Regions from separate parts of the Mus musculus genome. Here all the other regions are linked to region 1. Evidence: chromatin contacts called from public promoter capture Hi-C data. All regions are on one chromosome and are shown on one strand. The core of a region is the stretch at or near the end of the contact, and the rest is flanking DNA. Distances in the headings are between cores, read along the strand shown.

Region 1 (6,694 bases), core at 3,084-5,583:
AGAAGAACAAGGAAGTGGGGTGGATATGATCTAGACACACTGCATACATGTATGAAATCATCAGTGAATACAAAATATTTTAAAGCCGAGTTTATTAGGAGGCAAGGCAGGTGCATCTCTGAGTTCTAGGCCAGCCTGGTCTACAGAGTGAGTTCCAGGACAACCAGGGCTACACAGAAAGAAAAAAAAATACTGTCTCGAAAAAACAAAAATAATAATAATAATTAATTACTTAATTAAAGTTTTAAAATGTCTGCTGCAATTTTCTGCATTTTTGTTATTGAGAACTTTACTATACCCCAATCTCTCTGAATACTCTCATAGTTTACTGTCTGTGTTCATTTCGATGCTAGTCCAAAATTAATGTCATTATTGGGGGAAGAAAGCAAAACTTCTCAGGGAAAAAAAATAGCTGACCGCGTTATCGAGTAAGGAAAGGCCCTTCCCAAAACACAGGATGAGGTCTCTCTGAAGGAGATTAGGAGGAATGCAAACGTTCCTAGTTCAGGACTCTGCCTGCTTCTCTCCTTTCATATATTAACAGGAAATCTCCCCCCTTAGCATCCTAAATAAGGTAGAAGAGCAATACAAGTGCCCTTCAGTATCAGCCCAGTATCTGTGCACCAGGGAAGGGAATTAACAGGTAAAACACCTCTTCCAGGCACAAGGCTATCAAGGAGAAGGACCTAATCTAGAAACTGCTTTACAGTACAGCGGACAGGAAATAAAACAACATCAAGTCCTTGACCAGTGTGTCTGTCTGTGTATGTGTGAACATGCAACTGAGCGAACATGCATGCGTGTGCGTGTGTGAGCATGTGTGTGTGTGTGTGTGTGAGTGTGAGTGTGTGTGTGTGTGTGTGTGAGAGAGAGAGAGCACGTGTGTGTGTGTGTGTGTGTATGTGTGTGTGAGAGAGAGAGCACGCGTGTGTGCAAGTGTGTGTGTGCTTGAGACTTGGTCTTACATTATAGCACAGGCTGGCCTGGAATTCTCTATGTAGCCAAAGCTGGTCTACATAGAGAACTCACAGCAACCCCCCTGCCTCAGGTTTGAGCCACCTCACCCAGCCTTTTTGTTTCTATGGTTTCTATGTTCAGAAATGTCTGTGACAGTGGACACGAAAGAATGAGAAATGATCTGGCCCAACAGGGGAGATGACCCCAAGTCCAGCAGAGCAAAGCGCCTTAGCACATCATTCCTACAGGTGTTCTCTACAGCTGTACCCTCATTAACTCTCCAAGTTCACCTGTACAGAATATTTTAAGGAACTAATCTTTAACCCCATTTTTAGCAAGTTTAGCTCCATTAAAATTTTTTCATCAAGTATTCTCAACATCAACTCAAGCTAACATAGGAAACATGCAACTTTCACGTGTTCTGCATCCCTAAATTCCAAGTCTACATCTTTAAAACACCGCTTTGCTCCCACTTGACCTTGCTTGGTTATGGCAAGCACAATCCTTCACCTCAGAGCTTTGTCAAACTCTGTGTCTTCCCTTAGTTACCAAGTCCTGAAGAGACCTGAGGACAAACAGTTTATACCCTGTTCATATCTTTCCTGAGCCCAGTGGTATGAAGGAAGCAGGCTCTCAAAACCGGTAAGCTAAAAAAAACGTATTGTTAAACCAAAACTCCTGAACTCTCCTCTCCACTCCAGATACCAACTTTACTTACTTAAGCCTACATTTTCTTCCCAGTGTAGTCCAACAACCGAACATCTCTATTCCAGCCTATCTACCATATGGTTACCAATTTCCTTCCAAAGAGTAATGTTACTCCCTCAGTAAAAGAGACCTTTGGAAGCTGACAAGATGGTTCAACCATTAATGGCACTTGTCACCAATCCTGATGATTTCAGTACAGTTCCTGGAATCTACATGGTGGAGGAGAAGAAGAAAAGAAGAAGAGGAGAAAGAGGAGGAGGAGGAAGAGGAGGAGGAGGAAGAAGAAGGAGAAGGAGAAGAAGGAGAAGAAGGAGGGAAGGAAGGAAGGAAGGAAGGAAGGAAGGAGAAGGAGGAGGAGGAGGAGGAGGAGGAGGAGGAGGAGGAGGAGAAGAAGAAGAAGAAGAAGAAGAAGAAGAAGAAGAAGAAGAAGAAGAAGAAGATGATGATGATGATCAACCCCGAAGAAGAAGAAGAAGAAGAAGAAGAAGAAGAAGAAGAAGAAGAAGAAGAAGAAGAAGAAGATCAACCCCCAAAAGCTGTCTCCTCCTCCTCGCCATCACCATCACCCCACCCCACCCCACCCACACACACACACACACACACACACACACACACACAGACACAGACAGAGACACACACACACACACACACACACACACACTAATAAATAGATGGATAGATAGACGGATGGACGGACAGACGGGTGGATGGACAGATGGATGGTTGGGTTTCTTTGACCTTCCCATTGCACACATCTTATCTGAAATCCACAGCCCTCATGATCTAGCCCACTCTCCCTTCACCACACTCTGCCTGCCATGTATCTTAAGATGTTTTCAGGACAGCCAGCATAGGCTAACCGAGTTACATGGAAAGCTACCACTCTCTTCATCCCCTTCCCTACTCCCTAGTGTAAGGAACTCCCCCTTCCCCAGTGACCTCTCCTCTGAGCTGCGCTGACCATCACTTGCTACACTGTATCATAATTGCAGGCCACGCTAATTTAAGGGTCTATTAAAGGTGATTGTGCAGCTTGAACTCCGGCTTTCTCAACTGAGCCTGGCACACTGCTTGCGGGGTGCACATATAACATGAGTTTGTTGAACACATTAACATACCCAAAAGAATAAAACCTTTCCATGCCTTTCATTACTTTAGGAGGTGATATAATTATTCCCGCAACACGGCCACTGCTCTGAGCCCTTCTGGAACTCTACTCACTGGCCATTTGGAACCAAACTTTCAAAGTTATTTACCCTCCAGAGATGGAAATCGGGCCCCTTACTTTATATGCATGAAACATTTTCAACCAAAAATAGTAGTGGCAAATTTGGGCACTGCCATCCTCCACCCACCCTCCTTCGTTATATGGAACTGTTCCAAACAAGGGAATCCTCCCCCAAAAGACAATGCACTATCTCAGGCGCTGAGCCACAGAAGTCTACGAGGATTTCAGACGGAACTACAAAGGGAGTGGACAAGGTGAGTGATAAGCTGAATGCCATCAAGGCTCCCATCTGATGCTGAGGACTTAAGGGTGCACGCTTAGGTGCCAGTATCATTTCTTTATATTTCACTTTACCTTCCCAAATACAAGCTTAATAAAATCATAAAGGGGGATGTCGTACACTTGGGTTTTTTTTTTTTTCAAATTAGAAAAAGGGCGAAATCTTTTCATTGCTTCTGTGAATGCCAAGATAATTGGAAATTAAACACGACTACCGAATCCTTTTCAAAGGCGTGAGATTCTGCTTTAATAACTTCATTAGAATATTCTTCAGGCAGAAAACCCTACCCAGAAACTGCACCACCCTTGTCCAAGAAAAAGGTTTCACCATTTGAAAGACTGACACTTCAGAAGGCCGGGTCCCTGTTTTGCATAATTCTGTATTTAAGGAGAACCTGCGGTGTGCACTGCCCCATTCCACGGAAGGAAGGTGCAAGAGAAAAAGACATCAGCCCCACCACCCAAGCTGTCAAAATCAGTGGCGACAACATCTGTATTCCAAAGCACCCATCCCAATGAGGCCGTTTACGCTCCCAAACTGATGTGGTGGCAAATAAGTCGTTTTAACTTTAAAAGCATCTCCTCGCGAAAAGGAGATGGTGATTTCCCCATCATCGGGCGAACTGAGAAAGCAGAGAGCATAGGGTGGTCCCTCATTCCTCCCTTCCCCTCAGGCTAGCACCAAGAGCTGTGCCTTGGATTTCTGTCATTCCATTTCTAAGCCTGCTGGTCCAGCGAGAAGGAAGACTCAAACTCCAGCTCCTTTCTGCAGAGACGCACACGGACCCAGACACCGCCCGGCCCTATCTCCATGGAGCTGCAGGTGGAGGCATCGTAATGGTGGAAGCAGGAGGTGGAGAGGAGAGGAGGAGCCCTCTGCATCCCCCCCACCATCCCAAATCGCTGCCACGGCCAGCTGAGGCCTCCGGGCCAGAAACCCCTGTCTCCCCCACCCACGATGGGTACCTTCGAGTACTCCTGAGCCAGCTTCTGGTACTTCCCCTGCAACTCTGCGGAGGCCATGGCCTCCCCCGCCCCGTCCAGGCCTGGCCGCCCGGGCTGCCGAGCCCCGCCCCCCGCCCCCAACCCCACACTTGCTCCTCCCGGGCAGGGCTCAGCCAGCTTCTGCAGCACCGCCGCCGCCGCCGCGCCTCCTCCTCCTCCACTTCCGGGTTTCCAGGCGGGAGGGAGGAGGAGCGGGACCAGAGGCGGGGCGACCACCGGGGGCGGGGCGACGTCTTGACATCACCGCCCCGCCCTCTGGTGCTCCGGTTCGCGCATGTGCGGCCCGACGGACCCGCCTGTGCGGTGCTTTTGCCCCTCCTGAGACCCTAGACGCCATGTTGGAAGAGGCGGGAAGATGGCGACCCGTTTCCGGGCGAGCCAGAATCAAGCGGGAGGAGAATGAGTGCCTACGGAATGGATGGAACACCGAAGGGAGAGACAGAGGATGCAAGGAGAAGCATTCTAAGAACATCAAGAATTCTGGCTACCCAGTCCCCTAGTCGCCATAGCAACCGCCTAGCGTCAGTCGCTTGCTTCTTGGAAGCTTGTTTTCCGCCTTCTCATTCATTATCTGGATACCCAGACTTGTGCTACACTGTAAACCGTCCAACCTAGCACATATTTATACCGTTTGCCCTTCTCCCCTTCTCAGATCAGAAAACCTTCATTGTCTTCTGTGTTTTGTCATTGACCTTTCTCTACTCAAATGCCACATGCCCGCCCCTGACCCTTATTCATCTATCAGAACATTTTAAGCCGTAAAAGAACATACAGTTTCTGAAAATTTCTACCACGCATTGAGATGTAAAGACCATTAATGTTTTGTTTTGTTTTTAAAAAAAAAACGGCTAGACTAGATATCTTGAGATACCTTATGATGAAAAACTGCTCCTTTTCATTTAAAATATTTTTGACAGTTCTGTTGAGGATTAATGTAGGTATAGCATTGAAGTATTTCTTGTTAGAATAATATGAATGAAGAAAGATATGTGTTTCTTGAGACATAATATGACAGTTGAAACTAATGAACTACATTTGTACACAAACACATACATATGAACATTATGCTAAATAAGTCAATTGCACTGGGTGCAGCTGTATAAACCTTTAATCTCAGTACTTAGAAGGCAGACAGGCAAATGGATCTCTACTGGTTTACATATTAAGTTTCAGGCCAGCCAGTGAAACTCTGTCTTTAAAAAAAAAATAGTGAATTGTAATATACTATAAATAATCTTAAAAATTATGAAGTGGAAGTAGCCAGACATGTTTAGTCATACCAGCAGTCCTAGCATTTGGGAGGCTGAGGCATGAGGAAGTCAAGTTTGAGAGCAGTCTGGACTACACACACACAGTATGTACTGTGTGTGTGTGTGTGTGTGTGTGTGTATAATCTCCATAATATGTGAAGTAACATTATTCCGATTTTTATTTTATTTAATGTATATGAGTACACTGTAGCTGTACAGATGGTTGTGAGCCTTCTTGTGGTTGTTGCAAATTGAATTTTTAGGACCTCTGCTCACTCCAGCTGGCCTGGCTCACTCAGTCCCTGCTTGCTCAGGCCCAAAGATTTATTTATTATTATATGTAAGTACACTGTAGCTGACTTCAGAAGCACCAGAAGAGGGCACCAGATCTCATTACAGATGGTTGTGAGCCACCATGTGGTTGCTGGGATTTGAACTCAGGACCTTAGGATCAGTGCTCTTACCTACTGAGCCATCTGGTTTTTTTCTTTTTCTTTTTCTTTTTTTTCTGAGACAGGGTTTCTCTGTGTAGCCCTGGCTGTCCTGGAACTCACTTTGTAGACCAGGCTGGCCTCGAACTCAGAAATCTGCCTGCTTCTGCCTCCCAAGTGCTGGGATCAAAGGCGTGTGCCACCACTGCCCGGCCCAACATTATTCTTAAACACATGAATATGTAGTAAAAACACAGAGACAACTAGAACACTGGTTGTTCGGTGCCTCTAGCAGAAAAAGAAGGAAATGAAACAGGACAGAGGAGCATCAACTTGATTTCTCTAGGTTTTTTAAAGTAAATATTATTACCTTTATTATGGAGGAAACGCATCTAGGAAGGCTAAGTCAGCCCTGTGGATTATTTAGAGGTATAATTAAAGTGAAAGCTGTGCTAGCTAGCTTCTCTTTTATCTGGGAGCAATCCAGGAGTTGTTCAGCAAAGAGCTCAGCCTGTATCGTTTCCTGTACAAACTAAAACTGTACACTTTACACTTGCTAATAAATAAGTACTGCCATCCAAACTTCCAGAATAACCGTTCCTGAGAGGAGTGTTAGTTCCCTGTAGCACCACCAAGTGGCAGAATTAAATGGTGTAATCCATTTCCATGGTTTGAATAGGAATGGAAATTTTTTTTATTGTTTTAAAAATGTCATTCCAGAAAATAACATTCCAAAGAAAAACATACAACTTTAGCAAGAGAGTCTGTATGAATTCATATTACTGAATTTAGAAATTTATTTTGACTGGCTGGCTGTTTGATCAGACACATTGTTT
Region 2 (6,694 bases), core at 1,655-4,154, 430 kb after region 1:
GCTCCCCAAAAAGATAGTCTGAGAATCCCCACCCTAGCATGGGGATGGAGTTGAGCCATAGGGTATGACTGTTCTGCGAGGCAGAGGCAGGAGCAAGTAGCCTTGTCAGCACTGTGAGGCAGACCAGCAGCCAGGTTAGCTAGCTGCAGTGTAGCTCATGGATCACACACATACTGTTCTGCGCACACGCGCGCGCACACACACACACACACACACACACACACACACACACACACACACAGTGCACACATACTGGACCAAGCAGCCTGCCATGACCCCCAGCCCCAGAGCTGACTACACAGCAGCCATCTCAAGGACAAACAGCCTTGTCTGGGAATTGAACTTGCCACTGACTCGCTGTTTATTCAACAGAGACCATTTTAAAGCAAAACTGAACCAACAGAGATGATTTCATCTGCAATAGAGAACCTTAACTACAAAGGTAGGAGATTCCGTGGTAGCAAACACACAAAAGCTACACACTTTTGCTCCTGCATGGTAAACTGTCCATCTCCACTCCACAGCTTAGACGTAATTTTATCAAAGTGGAAAAAATAAAAAGCAGCGTTTTGTGCAATACACTTTTTAAAAATTACATTCATTATTTATTTATATACGCAAATGTACACAATGGCACTTATGTGGAGAGCTGATAAAAATTTGTGGGAGAGACAGGCAGTAGTGACGCCCTTAACCCCAGAATTTGGGAGGCAGAGCTATAGGAGGATCTCTGTGAGTTTAAGTCCAGCCATAGTCTATAGAACAAATACCAGGACAGCCAAGGCTACAGAAAAACAACAACAACAAAAGTCCCAAACTTTGGGAGTTAATCCTCTCTTTCCGTTTAGGACCTGGGGATGAAACTCAAGGCATTGGCTTGGAGCACATGCACCTCTAATAGCCTGGTGTCCTTCACTTGTGATATTGTTTCATGTTTTTATTTATAATTTAGAGAACAAAGACTATGTGGCCTAAGCTGGTCTTGACCTCACCTCACCAGAGTATCCTTGAGCTTCTGGCCCTCCGGCCTCCCGATGCTCCCCGTACTCCCAGGGCTCCGAATGCTCCCGTTACAGGCATGGGCCATCATGCCCAGTCTTTCTCTCCATCCTTGTCTTTGACCTTCAGTGCTGCCTGAAGCAGACATGATCGTGTCCATCTAAATGTTTCTGGTCTATCTCTGTGCATAAACAACTAAAACCAAATCAAAAAGTAAACCCCTCCCCCAGCTTGCCCCCTCCCCCCCCCTCCCAAACAAAGACCCACGCAGCAAACAGAAGACAGCTGAGAGGGAGAGTCCCAGGGAAGGAACACTGAACAACTGCCCAAGTTGTCACCGAGCTTAGGCAAATCACCTTTTTCCTTCCTGTTTTGTGCCCTCCATGTCCCAGTCGTAGAGAGTGCCTTTGCTACCTTACATGTCCCGAGTGAGACACAAATAAGAAATGACAAGACACCGCTTCGGAATGATCATATACAATTTTTAGTGCCAGCCTTATTCACTGTGTGTGCACCGGCATGCGCACATGTGAGAGCCACGGGATACACGTGGAGGGAAGTCTGCTCTTTCCTTCCACCACGTGGGTCCCAGTGTTCAAACTCAGGTTGTTAGGCTTAGCAGCAAGCACCTTTATCTGCTGAGCCATCTTGCCAGCCCTACCACCTAATTTTACCAGTGATCCCCAACTAGAATACCAAAGAGCCAGAAAGCAGGCTCTTTGCTGGATCCTCCTCTGGTATAATCTTTCCTACAAAAGATTCGTGGCTTTAGAATAACTGCCACACCCCTCCAGTCCATCCAAGTGGCCACCACGGGCCTTGCCTGCAGCCACCAGTCTGTAGTGGAGGATTGTTGAGTCTTTAAGAGCAACTAAATGATTTTTGTTTAGCCGACTTGTGGCAATTGACTGGCATTGGTGGGGGAAAGTTATTTAGAAACAGGAAAACAATCAGGGCATTTATCATTCTAACAATGATTAAAGATCTACAGTCAAAAGTCTGAAAAAAAACTTCCCCAATTAACCAGTCTGAGAGGTCTTGATTGGAAACCAACAAATAAAAGTTGAGATTTTCTTCACATATCAATAGTCTTAATTTGTGGGATAAACAATCAGAAAGCCTAAGTATGTCCTGAGCAAGGTAATGAGCCTTGGTCCCAGGACAGATGCTAACCTGCTCTGTGGAATTTGCCATCTCCAATAGTTTCATGGTCTCAAGTGGCAAGGGCCTAAATAATTCTTTTGCTATGTTTCTGATCAAATTCAAATTCAGATATTATTTACCTTCTGAGAAATATATTCTTGAAAAAAATTACAAACTCCACAATGTTTTGCTGTTGTTGCTGGGCTTCATTTAATCTCAGCCCTCGGAAGGCAAAAGGCAGGATCTAGGGTCGCTTGATTTCTATAGCAAGTTCTAAGTCAGCAAGGGCTATTTAGTGAGACTCTACTCCTGACTCAAAACAAAACATAAAAAAAAAAAAAAAAACCAACATTATTTTAAACATTGATGGATTAAAAGTAATTCTTATCCTGAGCCAATTATTCCCTTAGAAATATTAAATGAGTATTTTTCATAGACCAAGACCTGTATGAAGAATCATAATGAAACCAGTCCAGTTTAGTCAGAGAAGGTTACATCAAGCAACGCATATCTTGTGCAGGTTTATTGGCCACTAGGAGATGGCAGAATGTCCACTAGGTTAGGCTTCTGGAGAGAAGTTAGGTCATAGCGTGCTCTTGGAAGAGCTGCCGGGGCCCTGGCCTCTGCTCTTTCTTCCCCGCCATAGGGGATAGAAACAGGCATCTTGAGCCATGTGCTTGTGCCTTGCTGTCTTAGTGCCTGCCACAGGCGCAGAGCAGCTGAGCCAACCAACCACGGACTGAAACAAAATAAGCTTCTCCTCCCTGAATTGATTTGTCTCGGATATTTGTTCCAGTAGCAAAAGCTGACACATCAGGCATGCAGTGTTCTCTAACTGTCGTTATTTCATTATCCTTTTATTTATTTATCTCTTTACTTAACAGTGTTGAGGGGGAGGTCAGAAACCATCATTGTATATGTAGGTAGGCAAGCACTCTAACACGAATCTATGGCCTTGTTCTTTGGTTACCATTGTTTTAAAATAAAGTTTATTTTATTCCATGAGAGATGAAAGATGGGCTTATTTTGAAAACATGGGAGGAACTGGAGAGATTGTTCAGTGGTTAGAGCACTTGCTGCTTTAGCCCAGGACTGGAGTTCAGTTCCCAGCACCCACATAGGTTAACTCATAACTGCCAGTAGCTCCAGCTTCTGCCCTAGAGTGGGGTGGGGGTCCCTTCATATGTACACACGCTATACAGACATACACATAAGTAAGAAGTAAAATATGTACTTTTTAAGAAGATCCAAAAATATTTTAAAGCCTTTTTTTTTTAAGATTTATTTATTTCATTTATATGAGTACTTTGTAGCTGTCTTCAGACACCAGAAGAGGGCATCAGATCCCATTACAGATGGTTGTGAGCCACCATGTGGTTGCTGGGAATTGAACTCAGGACCTCTGGAAGAGCAGTCAGTGTTCTTAACTACTGAGCCATCTCTCCAGGCCTTTAAAGTCTTTTTAAGACAGGGTGATATAGTTTGGTTTTGTCTGTCTGTCTGTCTGTCTGTTATTGTTTTGTTTTTGTTTTAGACAGGGTCTTACCATGTAGCACTGGCTGTTCTGGAATTCCATAATTAAACCAGGCTCTCCCCAAATTCATTTAGATTTGATTACTTCTGCTTTAAAGTTCTCTTAAAATCTAAGAAAAATTTAAAGTCCTCCTTTGCGTTTGTGTTAACTATTCCATTTTAAATTGGTAAAATAATAAATAAAATTTGTTACCACAAAATTTCAGCTCTCAGCCTGCCATAAAATGAAGCTGCAGACGCTAGACTGCATTAATATTCCGTAGCAGACACTTCCCTTCTTCAGTCCACAGCCCATCAGCCATGATTAGGACGCTTGTGGACGCGCTTTGGGACCGTTGGATGCATAGAAAACGAGACGTCGTTCATACTCAAGGAATGGCTGGCTCCGTGCCCTCCGCTGCTCTCTCTTTACATCCCTGGCTCGTTCCTAGAGGTAATTAATTTACTGGGAAGATTTTATGAGAGGTAAATGATAATGCAAACACTGCTCCCTGATTCAAAAAAAAAAAAAAAAAGTCTGCTTTGTTATCCCTCCCATCACTGTATGTTTTTAAATTGTAACTATTTTTCAAAGAAGCTATCAGACATTGACCAAATTACATTATGTGGTAACTGTAAAACGCAACAATGTAAACCTTGTCAAGAATCATCCTACAGCCTACAAATGAATTCTAAAGAGTATTCGACAAAAGCGAAATCCCAGTCCAGCTAGATGGTGTCCCTAAAATTTGTCTAAAAGGGCCGGAGCGGCGATGAGGAGTTGGGTGGCTACGACACTGCCTGCTGCCCTGATTCTCCTGATTCTCTTCGGCCTGCCGTAACTTTACTGTGAGGAAAGGGATCCTGGCTAATGATGTCTATGCCTGTTGTTTTGGCTGTGTTCCCCAGAAAGCCCTTTCAAGATTTTTTTTTTTTTTTTTTGAAACCTGCGTTTATGCAGTCCAAGCAGAGGGTGGGCATCTGTTAGTCTTATGCTCTGGGAAAGGTAGTTTGTATAGAGAAAGGAACACTACACGCCCATACTAATAATAATCTCAACTCTCAGGAGGCTGAGGCCAGGGACCTGCCTGGACTACACAGCAATATTCTGTTAGGAAGGAGAAAAAGAATCCTGGTCCTAATTCCAATTTTGATCATGTCCCTTTGTAGCTTTGTGTCTCTTGGCAGTCCACTTAAACTAAATGAACTATCAATTGCTCAAATATATAAAGAAATGATTACTTCTCTAACTCCCTCTTAGTTACTGTGGGGAACAAACAAGACAACTCGAGAGAAAAGCACTTTGCAAACTCTAAAATCCTAAGCAACTATTAACAATTTTTACTGTGGCAAAATACAATGGAAAAACCTGTTTTCACATGTTCAGAGTAGTGGTAGTAAATCCTGCCACCCTGTATCACAGCCACCCCTGAAACTCCATCTTCCCAGACAGGAGCTCTTCACACAGTAAACAACCCCGCCCTGCTCCTCCTTCCACAGAGTGCATCTCCCTGCTACTATCTAGATCAATGATTCCACTACTTTAGGTACTCCTGATATGTTGAATCACATGGTATTTGCCTTTATTGTTGTTGTTGTTGTTGTCATCTTGTCTTGTTTTGTTTAGAGACAGGGTTTCTCTGTGTAGCCCTGTCTTGATCTATAGCCCAGGCTAGCCTTGAACTCAGATGGCTGAGACTAAAAAGGCATGCACCACCATCTGCCAATATTTACCTTTTTCTCTATTTCATATAATATAACACCTTCAAGGTCCTCCCTTGTTGAAGGATGTGTTAATTTTTTTTAACTCTTTGAGCCAGGGTCTTGCTAAGTTGTCCAAAATAGCCTCAAACTCCTGGACTTAAGCAACTCTCCTGCCTCACCCTCCAGAACTCTTTCTTGGGCAAGAAGTGAATGACATTTCTCTTAGGCTGAAAATTGTTTCACAGACGCCCAAATTTGTGCGTCCATGCATCTGTCAATGGATATTTGAGGTGTTTTACCCTTTAAGTGACAATGAGTAAAGCTTTTGTGATGACTGGTGGGCAAGATGCTGTTCAGGTGGCTGCTGGCCGGCTGCTGGTGAGTCTTTTAGGTACTTATCTGGTGGTGCAGTTACTGGGTAACTCCATTGAGCATTCTGAAGAACTGCCATGCCATCCTCCACAGCAGCAGCAGCAGCAGCAGCAGCAGTTTTGTCTTAGTAATAGATATTGTAATGGGTACGGTTGTACCTCACTGTAGTTTGACTTGTGTTTCAGTGGTGATTGGTGATAGTGAGCATTTTTATATGTGCTTGCTGGCCATTTGTCTCTTCAGAGAAAAATCTATGTAGGCTTTTGCTCTTTTTAAAATTGGGTTGCTTTTTCCCATTGTGTTGTAGATGTTCTTTATCAGCTCTGGATAGTAGTCCTTTGTTGATGTGTATCTTAGTTAGGGTTTCCATTGCTGTGAAGAGACACCATGACCAATGCAACTCTTATAAAGGATGACATTTCATTGGGGCTGGCTTACAGGTTCTGGGGTTAAGTCCATTATCATCATGGCAGGAAGCATGGCAGTGTTCAGGCAGACATGGTGCTGGAGAAGGAGCTGAGAGTTCTACTTCTTTTTTCCAAAGGCAAACAGGAGAAGACTGGCTTCCAGGCAGCTAGGAAGAGGGTCTCAAAGCCTACCCTCATAGTGACATGCTTCCTCCAAAAGGGCCACACCTCCTGACAGTGTTACTCTCTGGGCCAAGAATATTCAAACCACCACAATGTATGATTTGCAAGTATTTTTCTCTCATTTCGTGACTTACCAATTATCTTTTATTTTTATTCATGTATCAGATCCTATTTAAAAGATATGTTTAGGGCTGGTGAGATGGCTCAGTGAGTAAGAGCACCTGGCTGCTCTTCCGAAGGTCCGGAGTTCAAATCCCAGCAACCACATGGTGGCTCACAACCATCCGTAACAAAATCTGACTCCCTCTTCTGGAGTGTCTGAAGACAGCGACAGTGTACTTATATATAATAAATAAATAAAATCTTTTTAAAAA
Region 3 (6,694 bases), core at 2,156-4,655, 360 kb after region 1:
GAAAGAAAGAAAAGAAATACAGAAGAACACAGGTAAATAGGTAGAAGCCCTTAAAGAGGAAATACAAAAATCCCCTAAAGAATTACAGGAAAACAATCAAACGAGTGAAAGAAATGAACAAAACCATCCAGGATCTAAAAATGGAGCTAGAAACAATAAAGAAATCACAAAGGGAGATAGAAAACCTAGGAAAGAGATCAGAAACCATAGATGCAAGCATCACCAACAGAATACAAGAGATAGAAGAGAGAATCTAAGGTGCAGAAGACACCATAGAAAACATTGACACAACAGTCAAAGAAAACTCAAAGACATAGGGCAGAGGCTCGGGACCTCATGGGAGGTAGAATGCAGAGAGGGAGAAAGAGCATGTCCTAGGACAATATATAGCCTCCTAGGACAGGTCCCTTGTGACCCACAGCCTCCAACTAGTTTGTATCTCGTAAAGTCCAGTACGCCCCAAAGTAGAGCCACCATCTAGGGAAAGCCCCTGTAATAGCCTTTTAGAAGAACACTTTCTATCCAACATAAAGGCACTAAATAAGTTGTGACTAAGAAAACAGAACTTTGAAAGAGTTACTATATAATTTTTAAAATTTTCTTCCCACCTTTAGTCCCAGCACTTGGGAGGCAGAGGCAGGCAGATCTATGATTTCAAGGGCAACCTAGTCTACAGGGCAAGTTCCAGGATGGCAAGGGCTATACAGAGAAATCTTGTCGATAGATAGATAGATAGATAGATAGATAGATAGATAGATAGATAGATAGATAGATAGATAGATAGGAGAGAGAGAGAGATAGGGAGATAGAGAGATAGGGTAGGTATAGTGAATAAATAGATAGATATGATAGATGGGTAGATGATTGATAGATAAAATGGATGGATAGATGATAGATAGCTATGTAGATGATTGGTAGATAGATGATTGATAGAGTGATAGATAGATAGATAGATAGATAGATAGATAGATAGATAGATAGATAGATGATAGACAAATTTTCTTCCTTTAAAACGTATCCTTCATCACAGGCTACACCTTTCTCACTTTCTGTGGACTGAAAGCTGAAAGCCCCTTTTGCATTGTGCTCTGGGAGATAGAGAAGACCTGTGAGGCTTCCCCCCCCCCCACACACACACACACAGAGCTACCTTTGTTTAAGATTCATGGAATTCACAACTGCATAAGAACATTGAGTTTGGATTCTCAGTTCACAGCTTCTCTATAAACCATGAGAGGGTCACAGGATTTGAGCCTGTTCAGCTAGCACATATCAAAGATTTTGCTGAGTTGCCTCTTTAGATGTTCAGAGCCCAAAAGTGACAACAGGTCACAACCACAGTCTCTAGGGGATTGAGAAGCTTAGCAGCAGCCTAAAGACTTAACCAGTTCACAGCAATGATTAAAACCCCAAAGGGGGGAGGTGGATTGCTCGTGGTGTTCACATTCCACTTATCTCTGTGGATTCTCTCTCTGTGGTTGGGTTGTGTTGGTTGGTTGGTTGGTTGGTTGTTGTTGTTGTTGCTTGACTGTTTTACCATTAATGAATTAATTTATTTATTCACTTAACAACCCAATCACAGTCTCACTTCTCCTCCCAGTCCCCCCTCCCCTTCTCCTCTGAGAAAAGGGAAGTTCCCCTTGTGTACCAACCACTACCACCACCCCACCCCACCCCTGGCACCTCAAGTCACTGACGTACTAGGTGATTCCTCTCCCACTGAGGCCAGACAAGGTAGCTCAGTTAGGGGAACGGGATCCACAGGCAGAAAAACGAGTCAGGGTGAGTTCACACTCCAGTTGTTGGGGAACCTGCATGATACAAAACGGGGGAGGTGGCCTAGGTCTAGCTCATGATCACCCTTTGATTGATGGTTCAGTGTCTGGGAGCCCTCAAGGGTCCAAATTAGTTGACTCTGTTGGTCTTCCTGTGGAGTCGCTACCTACTTCCGGTCCCTCATCCTTGCTCCCGACCCTTCCACAAGAGTCTCCAAATTCTGCCTAATGTTCGGCTGTGCATCTGTTTCAGTCAGCTGCTGAGTAGAGCCTCTCAGAGAACAGTTATATTGGTCTCCTGTCTGCAAGTGCAACCGTTTTATTAATAGTGGCAGGGATTGGTGCTTGCCCATAGGATGGGTTCAAATTGGGCCAGGTATTTGTTGGCTGTTCCCTCTTTGTCCCTGCACTTCTTGTAGGCAGGACAAATTTTAGGCTGAAGATTTTGTGGGTGGGTTGGTGTCCTGCCTGGCTACAGGCAATGGCCACTTCAGGCTCCATATCCCCGATTGCTAGGGGGTCTCAGCTAGAGTCACCTTCATAGACTCCCTATGAAGACTCTCCCATTCCAAGTTATCTGTTTGTTTTTTAAGGAAGTATTTTTATTTTTAATTGGTTGGTGGGCATGTGCACATTAGTGTAGGTGCCAAAGGAGGCCAGTAGGGGGCATCAGAGTCCGCCTAAGTTGGGGTTGCGGGTGGCAGGGAAACACCCAACTTGCATGCTAGAAATGAATTTCTGTTCTTTTCAAGGAGAGGAATACCTCTATTAACTACTAAGCCATCTCTCCCTAACCTCTTAGTTTTTGATACCTGAAATTTTCTTTCTTACTTTGTTCTTCAGATGTAATTGATGTGTAGCAATTTAGCTGTTTTGGGATGGAAAGTAAATTTCCAATGTTCTCTTCAACTAAAAGCCAACCATTTTTCTAAATGTAGAGGCTTGAATTGCTGGATGCTTGTGTTTTGTCAACACATGTTCTCTGTAGGGGAGAGACATCATTGCTGGGGTAAACAAAAGAACATGACTTTCCTATAGAGGAGTAAAAAGACTAGGAGGGAGTGGGTAAAGTTGGAGCCTTTTGGACTCAGATCACAGATGCAAAGAACTCGTTATAAAAAGGTTTTCCAGTGTGCATCTACTGTCTGATGGGGCTCCAGTGAGTGCAAAGGACTCTAGTGACATTCTGTGTTCACCGACCTCTCTCCTCAATCAGCCGGTCGTCCAATCCCCAAGTGCCCCCCCAACCCCTTGCTAACCAAATTTCTAAGGGCAGAATGAAAGTAGTGCTCCACCCTGCCAAGATCACACCAAGTCACAGTGTTTGCCAAGCCCAGGAGGCTGCCTCAGAAAGCTCTTAAAGTGGATCGTCTGTGACTGGCACAAGGCTTTGGAGTCTCGCAGCTTCAGGGCTCCAGGAACTAGGAGAGCTGAAGAATTCACTCACATCACAACCGCAGAGCCCTTCCACACAGAGGTGTGCAAGCTGGCCTGGAAAGCTTAAGCAAACATAATCCAAGGAATAAACAAGGGGTCGAAGCAGAACTGGCCTCTTGCGCTGGTTCTCCCATCCCCTCCGCGTGATGCTTACGCAAAGGGAATTGCTTTCAGATTTCTGTTCAAAGAGTGCTCTCGAATGGAGACTTGGAAGGGTCCGTGTTTATACAGCTGCTCTCATGTATAAGCATAGTCTCACTGTATAATATTAATGATAACTCTCCATCCAGTCTGCCTTCCCCAAGGTCCAGTTAAATCCCCACTGCTTTATGAATTCTCTCTCTCTCTCTCTCTCTCTCTCTCTCTCTCACACACACACACACACACACACACACACACACCTCTGTAGCATACATGCCCAGTATGTTTTCTGGAAACCTTAGGGTTTTTTTTTTTTCTAGTATTCTTGTAAACTTTTAAACATTCTGAGGTTTGGGGTCTCTCACCAGATTACAGAATTTTTAAGTCCAGAAATGCACATCAGATATCTTTTATTTTAATAATTTATAGCTTTCACCATCGGGTGAGGCTGGCACCAGAGCTCCATCACTATTCACAGGTGATAGCAATCGGCTCACTGTTCTTATCTGGGCACTTACAAGACTTAGCACACACTGCGCTGCTGAGATGCTCTGGAATATGAAGGACACTTGAGGAAGAGATGCAGCCTCCTCCTAGTTCTGTTTCCTGCCTGCAGTATTGAGATAACAACCTTCTGGTCTCTGCTCTGGGACATGAGAAGGGGCTATTGTTTACTGCAGCATGAGACATCATATCTTTACATAGAATCTTTGTGAATTTTCTGCCCAGACAAATAACACATTGCAAAACATTAAACTTTTTTAAAATTTCATTTTTATTTCTAAATATATGTATATGTGTATGTCTGTGTGTGGTTTGTGCATTTATGTACATGTGCCCCAGGAGGCCAAGAGAGGGCGCTAGACTCCTCCATGCTGGCATTTCAAGTTCTTAGGAGCCACCCAGCATGATTGCTGGAAACCAATCTCAAGCCCTCTGCAGGAGTAGTACACACTCAACCAATAGTGAGAAAGGTGGGTTTTCACCAATGAGCTGTTTTTTTTAATTTCATCACTTAAAATCAAGTATGGGTTTGTCAATCAGGAAATTAAATATACAGCAGAGAGAGAGAGAGAGAGAGAGAGAGAGAGAGAGAGAGAGAGAGAGAGGAGAGAGAGAGAGATTTGTCAAACTGACTTAGCTTGAAATGAAAACTCTGCCTAAGTGCATGCATGTCCAAGTGTGTGTGAGTGTATGTGTATGTTTGAGTGTATGTGAGTGTGAGTGTATGTGTGTATGTGTGCAAGTGTGTCTGAGTGTATGTGTGTGGGTGTGGGGGGGTGAGAGAGTGTGTGTGTGCGTGTCTGTGTGTGTGTGTGTGTATGTGTGAATTTGCTTTTGCCTCATCTGCCCCTCTGTGGCCTACATTTTGTCTCCAGAGCCTTGGTAGCCTAGATGCTCACTTAAGTCCCCTTCATCATTTTCCACAGGATATCCTGTTACAATGGTGACTTTACAAATTCTATAGCAACATTAAGAGCATGAGACATTATAGGGGGCTTCCATCAGGCCATCAAGACTCTTCATCCTGTATGAAGAGCCATCCAACGTCCCTGCTTTTGTAAGACTCTGGTGAGCCTTAGCTTACCAGGGACCCCCTGAGTGAACCACATGGAGCCAGGAATCAATGCAAAAAAAGCAAGAGGACCCTATAGGTGGGACAACATTATGAACTAACCAGTACCCCTGAGCTCTTGACTCTAGCTGCATATGTATCAAAAGATGGCCTGGTCGGCCATCACTGGAAAGAGAGGCACATTGGACTTGCAAACTTTATATGCCCCAGTACAGGGGAACGCCAGGGCCAAAAAGTGGGAGTGGGTGGGGAGGGGAGTGGGGAGGGGTGTATGGGGGACTTTTGGGATAGCATTGGAAATGTAAATGAGGAAAATACCTAATAAAAATATTTTTTAAAAATTTATAAAGATAATAGAAATCCTCAGGTAGGTCTTTATTCTTGCTCACAAACCAATTTTACCCACTAGCCATCTCCTTTAAAAAAATCCACCAATTAAAGATATTTAATTAATTTCTTAGAAATTCAAACACTGTTCTGACCACATTCACCCTTCTCTTCTATGCCCTGCCATTCACTGCATCCCAGCTTTATGACCCAAGTTTTTTGAAACCTATACCTGATTACTGCTACTCATGTAGTCTTATTTGGATGGCCATATACTGAAGCATGGTAGCTGTACTATGGACCACACCCTTGATGCACACTAACTCTCCATCTTTCAGTTTCTGTAAAGCAAAGGACACCACCTTTGAGTGAAGAAAGCATGGCATAAAAAGCAGGAAAAAAGTAATCTCCTTACACCTATGCATCCTATATAATTTTTGTAGACTATATGAAGAACTCAGAAAACTAGAATAAATATCAAGAAAACAATGAATTTTAGGCTTAAAATTTTTCAAATAGTTCTGTAATACTTCAACCTCCCTTCTAGCCCACAAACCATCAAAGGAAGGGGAGAAGAAAGATTTTAGGAAGTGCATTGTGGACTTGTTTAGAAATAGTTCTTTAAGTCTTCGTTGTCAGCAGTGCAGTCCTTCAGCAAAATATCACAGAGGAATCGGCATTAGCAGCTGTGTTCACTCAGCAAACACCAAACATGAATCAGCAGTAGCAGCTTAATCCAGAAGAAACCACAAGATTCTGCAAATCAGCAGAAGTCCACAGCAACAGCAAGAAGCAGCTGGAATCCCACCAGAATTTCTTTGGTGCATTTCTCTCTACAAAGTCACAGCAAGGTAATGATCAGAGAAGAAAGCAAGGTGAATCAACGCAAGAGTGTCATCAGCCCAACAAAGACCAGCAAAGAATAGCAAAACTAACCAATGCAAAAGCATTGTCCACTGTCTATTGGATAATACTTATACTCTTTGCAAATATCACATGGTCTCTGAAGTGTCTGCTCCAGCAAAACACAACATGCACTTTTACCAGGTAACTTTCAGAAAATCATATCCCAGGATTTATTTATTTATTTATTTATTTATTTATTTATTTATTTATTTGCACATTTTTATTAGATATTTTCTTCATATATATTTCATATTTCAAATGCTATCCTGAAAGTTCCCTATACACTTCCCCCGCCCTGCTCCCCTAACCACCCACTCCCAATTCTTGGCCCTGGCACATTCTCCTGTACTGGGGCATATAATGTTTACAATACCAAGGGGCCTCTCTTCCCAGTGATGGCCAACTAGGCCATCTTCTGCTACATATGCAGCTAGAGACATGAGCTCTGGGGGTACTTCTAATGTATGAGTTTACCACCTTCAGTCTGTTCTGTTTTCTTTATGTTTTCCTGTATCCTAAAATGCAACTGACC
Region 4 (6,694 bases), core at 1,321-3,820, 330 kb after region 1:
TGCTTACTATGTATGGAAACATATGGAAAAATTATTCTGTTATAATCGTCTTTGCTCAGCTGTCCTGTGGCCATAGCTGGTCTTTCTTTGTTTGGGTGTCTTTCTGTCTGTCTGTCTATTTGTTTGTTTGTTTGTTTGTTTGTTTTGTTGAGACTTGGTTTCTTTGTGTGGCCCTGGCTGTCCTGAAACTTGCTCTGTAAACAGTGCTGCCCTCAAACCCATAGAGATCTACCTATCTCCCCTGTCCCTCAAGTGCTGGGATTAAAGGTGTGAGCCACCACCCACCCCAGAGCCCGGGTCACAGCTGATCTTTCTCACTGCTTCCTCCCAGTGCCCACTCATGGTGCTCCTTGAAGTTCCCTTTGCCTGTTTCTAAACTTGATGATGGGGAGGCCTGAGCTGTGCTGCTCTAGGAGTCTTGGCTTCTAGGGAGAAATGTTTCCACCAGGAACAAATCATCGAGCCCAGAGCTGGCTGCTGAGATTGGCACCTGGCCACTGTGACCTTTTCTGAAACAACACACAAAGAAGGGAGTGACAATGAGTAAACCAACGGAAAACTAAAATGACCTCTAGTCCAAGAAGAACTCTTTATGGCTCAAACCTCCTAGGAAGAGAATTCATTAGCAGATAAGGGTGCCTGATGCTTTCTGGATTGGTGGGCAATGAACCCATGTAGTACAGAGATACATGCAGACAGAACACCCATACACATAGAAAACAAAAACTTTACATTGTATTCTGTATGTGTGTATGTGTGTGTGTGTTGGGGGGTGGGGGGTGGGTATGCCTTCACAGCTGTCTGCACATCACTTGTGTGCCCAAGGATGCCAGAAGAGAGCACTGCATTTCCCAGAACCAGAGTTACACAGAATTGTGAGCTGCTGTGTAGGACATGAAAATTGAGGCCAGGTTCTCTGCAAGAGCAACCAGTGCTCTTAACCACTGAGATATCTCTCTAGCCCCTTCAATATCTATATCTGTATCTGTATCTGTATCTGTATCTGTATCTGTATCTGTATCTGTATCTGTATCTATCTGTATCTGTATCTGTATCTGTATCTGTATCTGTATCTGTATCTGTATCTATCTGTATCTGTATCTGTATCTGTATCTGTATCTGTATCTATCTGTATCTGTATCTGTATCTGTATCTGTATCTGTATCTATATCTGTATCTATATCTATCAGCAGCTCCCATTGCTCTCCCCTTCATTTCTGGCTCGACAATCCAGCTAGAAAGGAGCAGCAATAATGAATGTGGGCTGAGAGCGTTTGTTACACCCTGAGGACTCCTCTCAGCAGCACCACCCAGGTGGCCATTGCTGAGCCTCCACATGCTGTTCCACTGCTCTGACTAAGTAGCTTTGAACATGAGCCCAGTGCCCCACTAAATTATGGGAAATAAATTCTGTGGTCAAATGCAATAATATATAAAATACAATGGCTTGGAATAAAAATTATCTGACAAGTCACAACAGATAGGGCAGGGATCTTGCAAGCAAAAAAAAAAAAAAAAAAAAAAAAAAAAAAAAGCAACTCCATATCTAGTTTCTATGAGTGCTATGCTTTTCCTGACAGAGCAGGCCCACATAATTAACTTGCTGCCATGTAGCTGGTGAATGCGAATTCATTAGTGTGTTGCTGAGCCCAGGGCTTCTTTGACTCACTGGCTATGTGCTCAATAGCCCATTGGGAATACCAGCAGTGATGGGAAAGGATGGCTGCCATCACAGAAACATTCGTTTCACCTGATCGACATTGTGACATTGCAGTCTGAGCCTCCCTTTCCAGGCTTTCAGATGAGACACAAATGCCATCAGCCTCTGGGCTCACGTGGAGAGGTCTGTGTAAAGGCTGCTTCCTCACACACCAGTTTTCCAGTTGTGTACCCACCAAGCCTCTGACTGTGTAAACAAACCATTAACTGTAGCCAGTGAATTGATGGCTCAAAACACCTGGCCAACTAGCATTTCAGGCAGAGAACTACCACGTGCTCTGCTCAAAGTCCGGTCCAATGAAAAGCTTTCTTTATACTGCTGTCTGTCACCTTTCCAAGGTGGTTGTGCAGCTGTGGTCTGTCTCTCTCTCAAGTGACACCTACAAATCAGGAGAACCGATTATAAACTGGCCTCGAGCATTCTCTTCCACAGTCATAGGCTCAGGCTACCAATAGCATGAGGTGGGGAATGTTCACAACTGACCTATTTCCTCACACAACTTGACCTTCAACCCACTCCAGTCTCCCTCAAAGCTTTCATGCCTTTTCACAAAGCCACTGGCAACTTTCAGACTTGGTAGGCCAAACGATACCCATGCGAGGAATAGCTCTTTCACATGGTAACTTGGTAGTTCCCCACCAAGTGCTCAGTCTCTAAGGCCTAGCAGCAGGCCACAACTTGTTCTCCAAAGGAGAAGTGTTATTCCCAGCATGTGGTATCACTTAACTAAACATTTCCAAGGATCTGAGCTATGATTCACCAAGGCAACTTGCCAAAGACTCCTAGCGCATCCTTACATCTCCAGAATCATTCTATCTGATGAGTCACATGGGCCAGCGATGAGTCACATGACCCAAATGAGTGGAACAGTTTGCACAGCAGCCTGACCTAGTCTAGGGACTGCTCTCATTCTGAGCATTACTCAAAACAGGCATTTTCTAGCCACTAAGCAAATTAGTCAAAGATGAATGTCCAAGTGTGAAATACATTACCACCAAAAGCCCAAGAGACCCAGGAGACCTTGTGCCTCTTAGTGGTGGGAAGACCTTGAACCAATAACTTAACTGTCACCAGAGAAAACTAATATCTTCATACCTCAGATAACTGGACCCTTATGACTTTCACCAAAGCAGCAGTCCTCGAGTTTCCATGGAGTATATCTCCTACTCTCCACACATGAAGTGTGCCTAGAACTTTCTGTTTACTGTGCCCATTAAACATGTCATTAATGTAATAGACCAGTGCCATGTCCCATGGAAGGGAAAGGCAGTCAGGACACTGTGGAGTTGATTCCTGCTGGCCTGGACAGGTTGTTCACTCCTGAGACGGCCTGGTGAAGACAGATTAGGCAAGGTCAACTTCTGAGAGCTTCAGGAACAGGTAAAAAGAAAAAGCACGTGCCACCAGATATCTGACCATGCCACATCTAGAAACAACTACAACTGGAGTTACTGCCTGGGTCAGTTTAAGACAGTCCACTGTCACTCGTGTGGAGTCATGGCCTCTGTGTGCTTTGCAAGCGCCAGTCAGGTAAGTCCTCCAAGGATGCAGAACTGCTTTCAGAGCGCTGTTTCCCAAGAGGCCTCCACAAGGGCCATTGTCTCTTATCACAATAGCCCTTCTTCCTCAACTCGGGGAACTGTTTTGGGTATGTCTCGTTGCTAAGTATATCTATCCCAAGCATGCGTTCTATGCCGAGGAAAGTAACCAACAGAACAGGTTTAGGGGTAACCTGAGCCCACTGTGAGAGGAGTCTGAGCCAGCTAGAACGTCTCTACTTCTTAATATCAAATCCCTCCGAATGTAAAAACAAGTTAAACATGTATTATCTTGTAATTTCTGTTGGTCAAAAACCTAGAAACAGCTTCATTGGTGTCTGGCACAAGGCCTCTCAGAAGATAACAGCCAAGTCGTCGCCTGGGGCTATAGTTTTCTCCAGACTTGGCTGGGGAGGACAGATCTCCCAAATCCACTCACCGGGTGTTTGGCAGGTGAAATGTCACTGAACTGCTATTCCAAGGACCCCAGATTCTCACAGCTGCCTCTTTATGAGGAGTGAGCATGTGGATGTGAGGGAATAGGGATCAAAAATTAGAACACATATCTGAGTAACTTAGAAATAAATATTGGAAGTCAACGTATCAAGTGGTGGTGCGCACATGATCCCAGCCCTTGGGGGGCAGAAACAGAAAGATGATGAGTTTTTGTCCAGATGGGGCTACACCGCAAGACCCTGTCTTTAAAAACATCAACAAAATGAGGGGTGTCTCCTCAGTCAGGAGCACTAGGCACCCTACCAGAAAACCAGGCTTCAATTCCCAGTGCTAACATGGCGGCTCACAACAAGTCTAGAGGCCTTGGAGGGCATGCAAGTAATACACAGACACGTGTGCAGGAAAAATCCATACAGAGGGGGAAAAATTAATGGAGTAATTTTAAAAAGCAGAAGAGGAGAGAAGGTAAGATGAGAATCAAAATGAATGAGTGCTCACTTAAATATTCAAAAGTCAAGTCACAGAACAATTAGAAGTATTTGCCCCCCAAGTCTTCAGTTAGTGGCAAAGTGATGTTCAAATTCCATCACAGTTTCAAAGGCTCACTCTGCTCTGACTTCTCCCCATGAGTCCTTCAGTTGGATAGTCTTGTTTGTTTAAAGTTCCCATATATCCCAGACTGACCTAGAACTTTAAATATAGTTGAAGGTGAATTGTTTGTTTGTTTGTTTTCCCGAGACAGGGTTTCTCTGTGTAGCCCTGGCTGTCCTGGAACTCACTCTGTAGACCAGGCTGGCCTCAAACTCAGAAATCCGCCTGCCTCTGCCTCTCAAGTGCTGGGATTAAAGGTGTGCGCCACCATGCCAGGCCTGAAGGTGAATTTTACCTTGAACCCTTTACCTTAAGTTCTATTCTTCTGTCTCTGTATGCCAGATGTTGGGTTCACAGATGCATTTCCCATGATTCTCCTGCCTCTATTACCTGATATTGGGATCACAGATGTGTGCCCATTACAGATGGTGCTAGGGTTTGAACCCAAAGCCTCCTGCATGATAAGTAAACACAACACCAACTGAGCCACATTCCTCTTTGGTTTTTTATTCAGTCTCACCCTATAGCCCTAGCTATCCTTGACCTTTTAGCAATCCTCCGGCCTCAGCCCCCCAAATATCAGGTTTACAAGCGCCTGCTACCAGGTCAGCATGATTAGAACATTATCGAAGTTGGCTTTTTCTTTCTTTACCTCTCTGGTTCCTGCTTTCCTTTCTCCTCACCAGAGACTCAGAAGCTGCCCCAGTTATCTTAGTGAGTCAGTCTCAGACATCCCTCAAACAGGAGACAAGAGCTGAGGCACTTTCTTAGCATGAATAAGACACTGGATTTTATGTCTAATATATACACATTCTCTCTCTCTCTCTCTCTCTCTCTCTCTCTCTCTCTCTCTCTCTCTCTCTAACATGAGGCCACATGTTCTCGGAGAGAGATAAGTCTACATGTGTTTCATCCACTGTTCTGTTATGTACAGAGACATCAAGACCATGGCGACTCTTATGAAAGAAAGCATTTATTAAACTGGGGGCTTCCTTACAGTTTCAAAAAGCTATCACCTTTGCCCGGAATCGGACCTCACTCTGGCCCTTCCTGCCTTCCCCTTTGTCCTAGCTCCGGAGGTGACCAAGTTACCAGCTCACTCCGGAGACCCTTGAATTCTCAGATAGAAGACACACACTCAACTCGGTTACTTTACAACTTGCCCACTAGGCACAATTTCTGGGTGCAGATGTCTCCAGTCTAGAAAGGCATGCCCTTACTAATGTATTCTCGCTGTTGCTCCCTCTGCCCTAAACTTAGTTGCTTGTTTCACCTCGCCCCTGCCAAACATCCCCCAAGGCCTTACATGTCTGTTGTGTTCTTCCTCCAAAGCATGGCAGGAAAAAAAGGCCTTCTCCTTGTGTCCGCCTTTTCCCCGCGGGACCCGGAAGTCCCACCTGTACCCTCTGCTCAGCAATCCCCGCCCCAACCCACCCCCGGCTTTCTTTATTGACAAATCAAGAACCAGTTGGGGAACAGGGTTAGCATCAGAACCTCTTCTTACAGTTTAGTCCATGATCATGGTGGGAAGCATGGTGGCGTGCAGGCAGGCACTGGAGTGTAGCTGAGAGCTACATCCTGATCTGTAAACAGAGTGAGAGTCTGACAGTGGGCCTGGAACCCCTGGTGACACACCTCCTCCAACAAGGCCACACTTACTCCAACAGGCCACACCTCATGTAAACCTTCCCACTCTCTGATGACTAAGCATTTGAATATATGCGCCTATGGGGGCCATCCTTACTTCAGCCACCACAGTATCATGCCCTTGAGACCCATCACATGGAAGCATTCCTTCCTGGTGATGACTTTACACCTTATCTTTACCTTGTGCCATTTGAACAGGATCTGGTGACATCGATAGCAGAACTCAGATATATTTGTCCTTAGCAATATCTGAGCTGTCTTTGAAGATGCCTAAAGTTTCAAGGCATCTGAGAACCTCCCCTTTCAAAAAGACCAAAGTTCCTTTCAAAGAATAACTCACACATTAGCAAATAACTTTAGTGGGCTTTGTCTTGGACTCTTTTCCCCACTTGGCCCTTCCTGCCTGGAGCTCCATTCTGCGAGCTCAGCAATAATTTCTGTAAGCCTGGAAAAAGCTGATGTCACACCCGTCTGCTCATAGATAACTCCAGTTCCCATGCCCACTACAAATAAGTCATAACTTGCAAACACAGGATACTAATTTTCTTTATGTTATCAGTAATGAACCTCAGATCCAAAATCCATTTGAGGCCAGCAAGATGGTTCAGCAGGTAAGGTCTCTTGCTGCTGTTCTGTCAACACCAGTTCCATCCTCAGATCCTACATGACAGGAAGAGAGAACCAACTCCCACAGAGTTGTCCTCTGATCTCTGTAAGTGTACCATGGCAAGACTACACACAC

The links. Promoter capture Hi-C pulls out the DNA fragments that hold promoters and counts their contacts.
Region 2: a contact with region 1 is called in a promoter capture Hi-C map of pre-B cells. The contact joins the enhancer-like site here to the promoter of Ppp1r21 in region 1. A contact is called at or near these places in 11 of 39 promoter capture datasets (3T3-L1-derived adipocytes, the C10 cell line, the HPC-7 cell line and 6 more), 1 of 15 datasets of contacts at CTCF or cohesin (the NIH/3T3 cell line), 1 of 484 Hi-C or Micro-C datasets (the CH12 cell line), 1 of 115 datasets of contacts at active chromatin or transcription factors (embryonic stem cells) and 1 of 9 other capture datasets (embryonic stem cells).
Region 3: a promoter capture Hi-C map of pre-B cells shows a contact between it and region 1, with 3 times the contacts expected there. The contact joins the enhancer-like site here to the promoter of Ppp1r21 in region 1. A contact is called at or near these places in 6 of 39 promoter capture datasets (the C10 cell line, embryonic stem cells, hippocampal neurons and 2 more), 7 of 484 Hi-C or Micro-C datasets (cerebellum and embryonic stem cells) and 6 of 115 datasets of contacts at active chromatin or transcription factors (all in embryonic stem cells).
Region 4: a contact with region 1 is called in a promoter capture Hi-C map of the 3T3-L1 cell line, with 3 times the contacts expected there. The contact joins the enhancer-like site here to the promoter of Ppp1r21 in region 1. A contact is called at or near these places in 5 of 39 promoter capture datasets (the 3T3-L1 cell line, hippocampal neurons, pre-B cells and 1 more) and 3 of 115 datasets of contacts at active chromatin or transcription factors (embryonic stem cells, pancreatic cancer cells and stem cell-derived neural progenitor cells).

Annotation. Positions count from the first base shown.
Region 1 is chr17:88,527,763-88,534,456 of GRCm38.p6, reverse strand. It overlaps Ppp1r21 (protein phosphatase 1, regulatory subunit 21), which reads right to left and starts at 4,333. Exons shown (of 22, transcript NM_028658.4): 1 at 4,139-4,333. The coding sequence starts at 4,195.
Region 2 is chr17:88,091,856-88,098,549 of GRCm38.p6, reverse strand. No RefSeq gene overlaps it. Among named protein-coding and RNA genes, the nearest start is that of Gm45950, 29 kb to the right of the region's middle. Within about 2 kb of position 2,904, at least 6 of the 459 cell types and tissues checked have an H3K27ac peak or open chromatin away from gene starts, as enhancers often do. A contact at or near this core is called in the CH12 cell line and pre-B cells, where this site is marked.
Region 3 is chr17:88,171,077-88,177,770 of GRCm38.p6, reverse strand. No RefSeq gene overlaps it. Among named protein-coding and RNA genes, the nearest start is that of Gm31499, 12 kb to the right of the region's middle. Within about 2 kb of position 3,405, at least 21 of the 459 cell types and tissues checked have an H3K27ac peak or open chromatin away from gene starts, as enhancers often do.
Region 4 is chr17:88,191,342-88,198,035 of GRCm38.p6, reverse strand. No RefSeq gene overlaps it. Among named protein-coding and RNA genes, the nearest start is that of Gm31499, 33 kb to the right of the region's middle. Within about 2 kb of position 2,570, at least 89 of the 459 cell types and tissues checked have an H3K27ac peak or open chromatin away from gene starts, as enhancers often do. A contact at or near this core is called in pancreatic cancer cells, where this site is marked.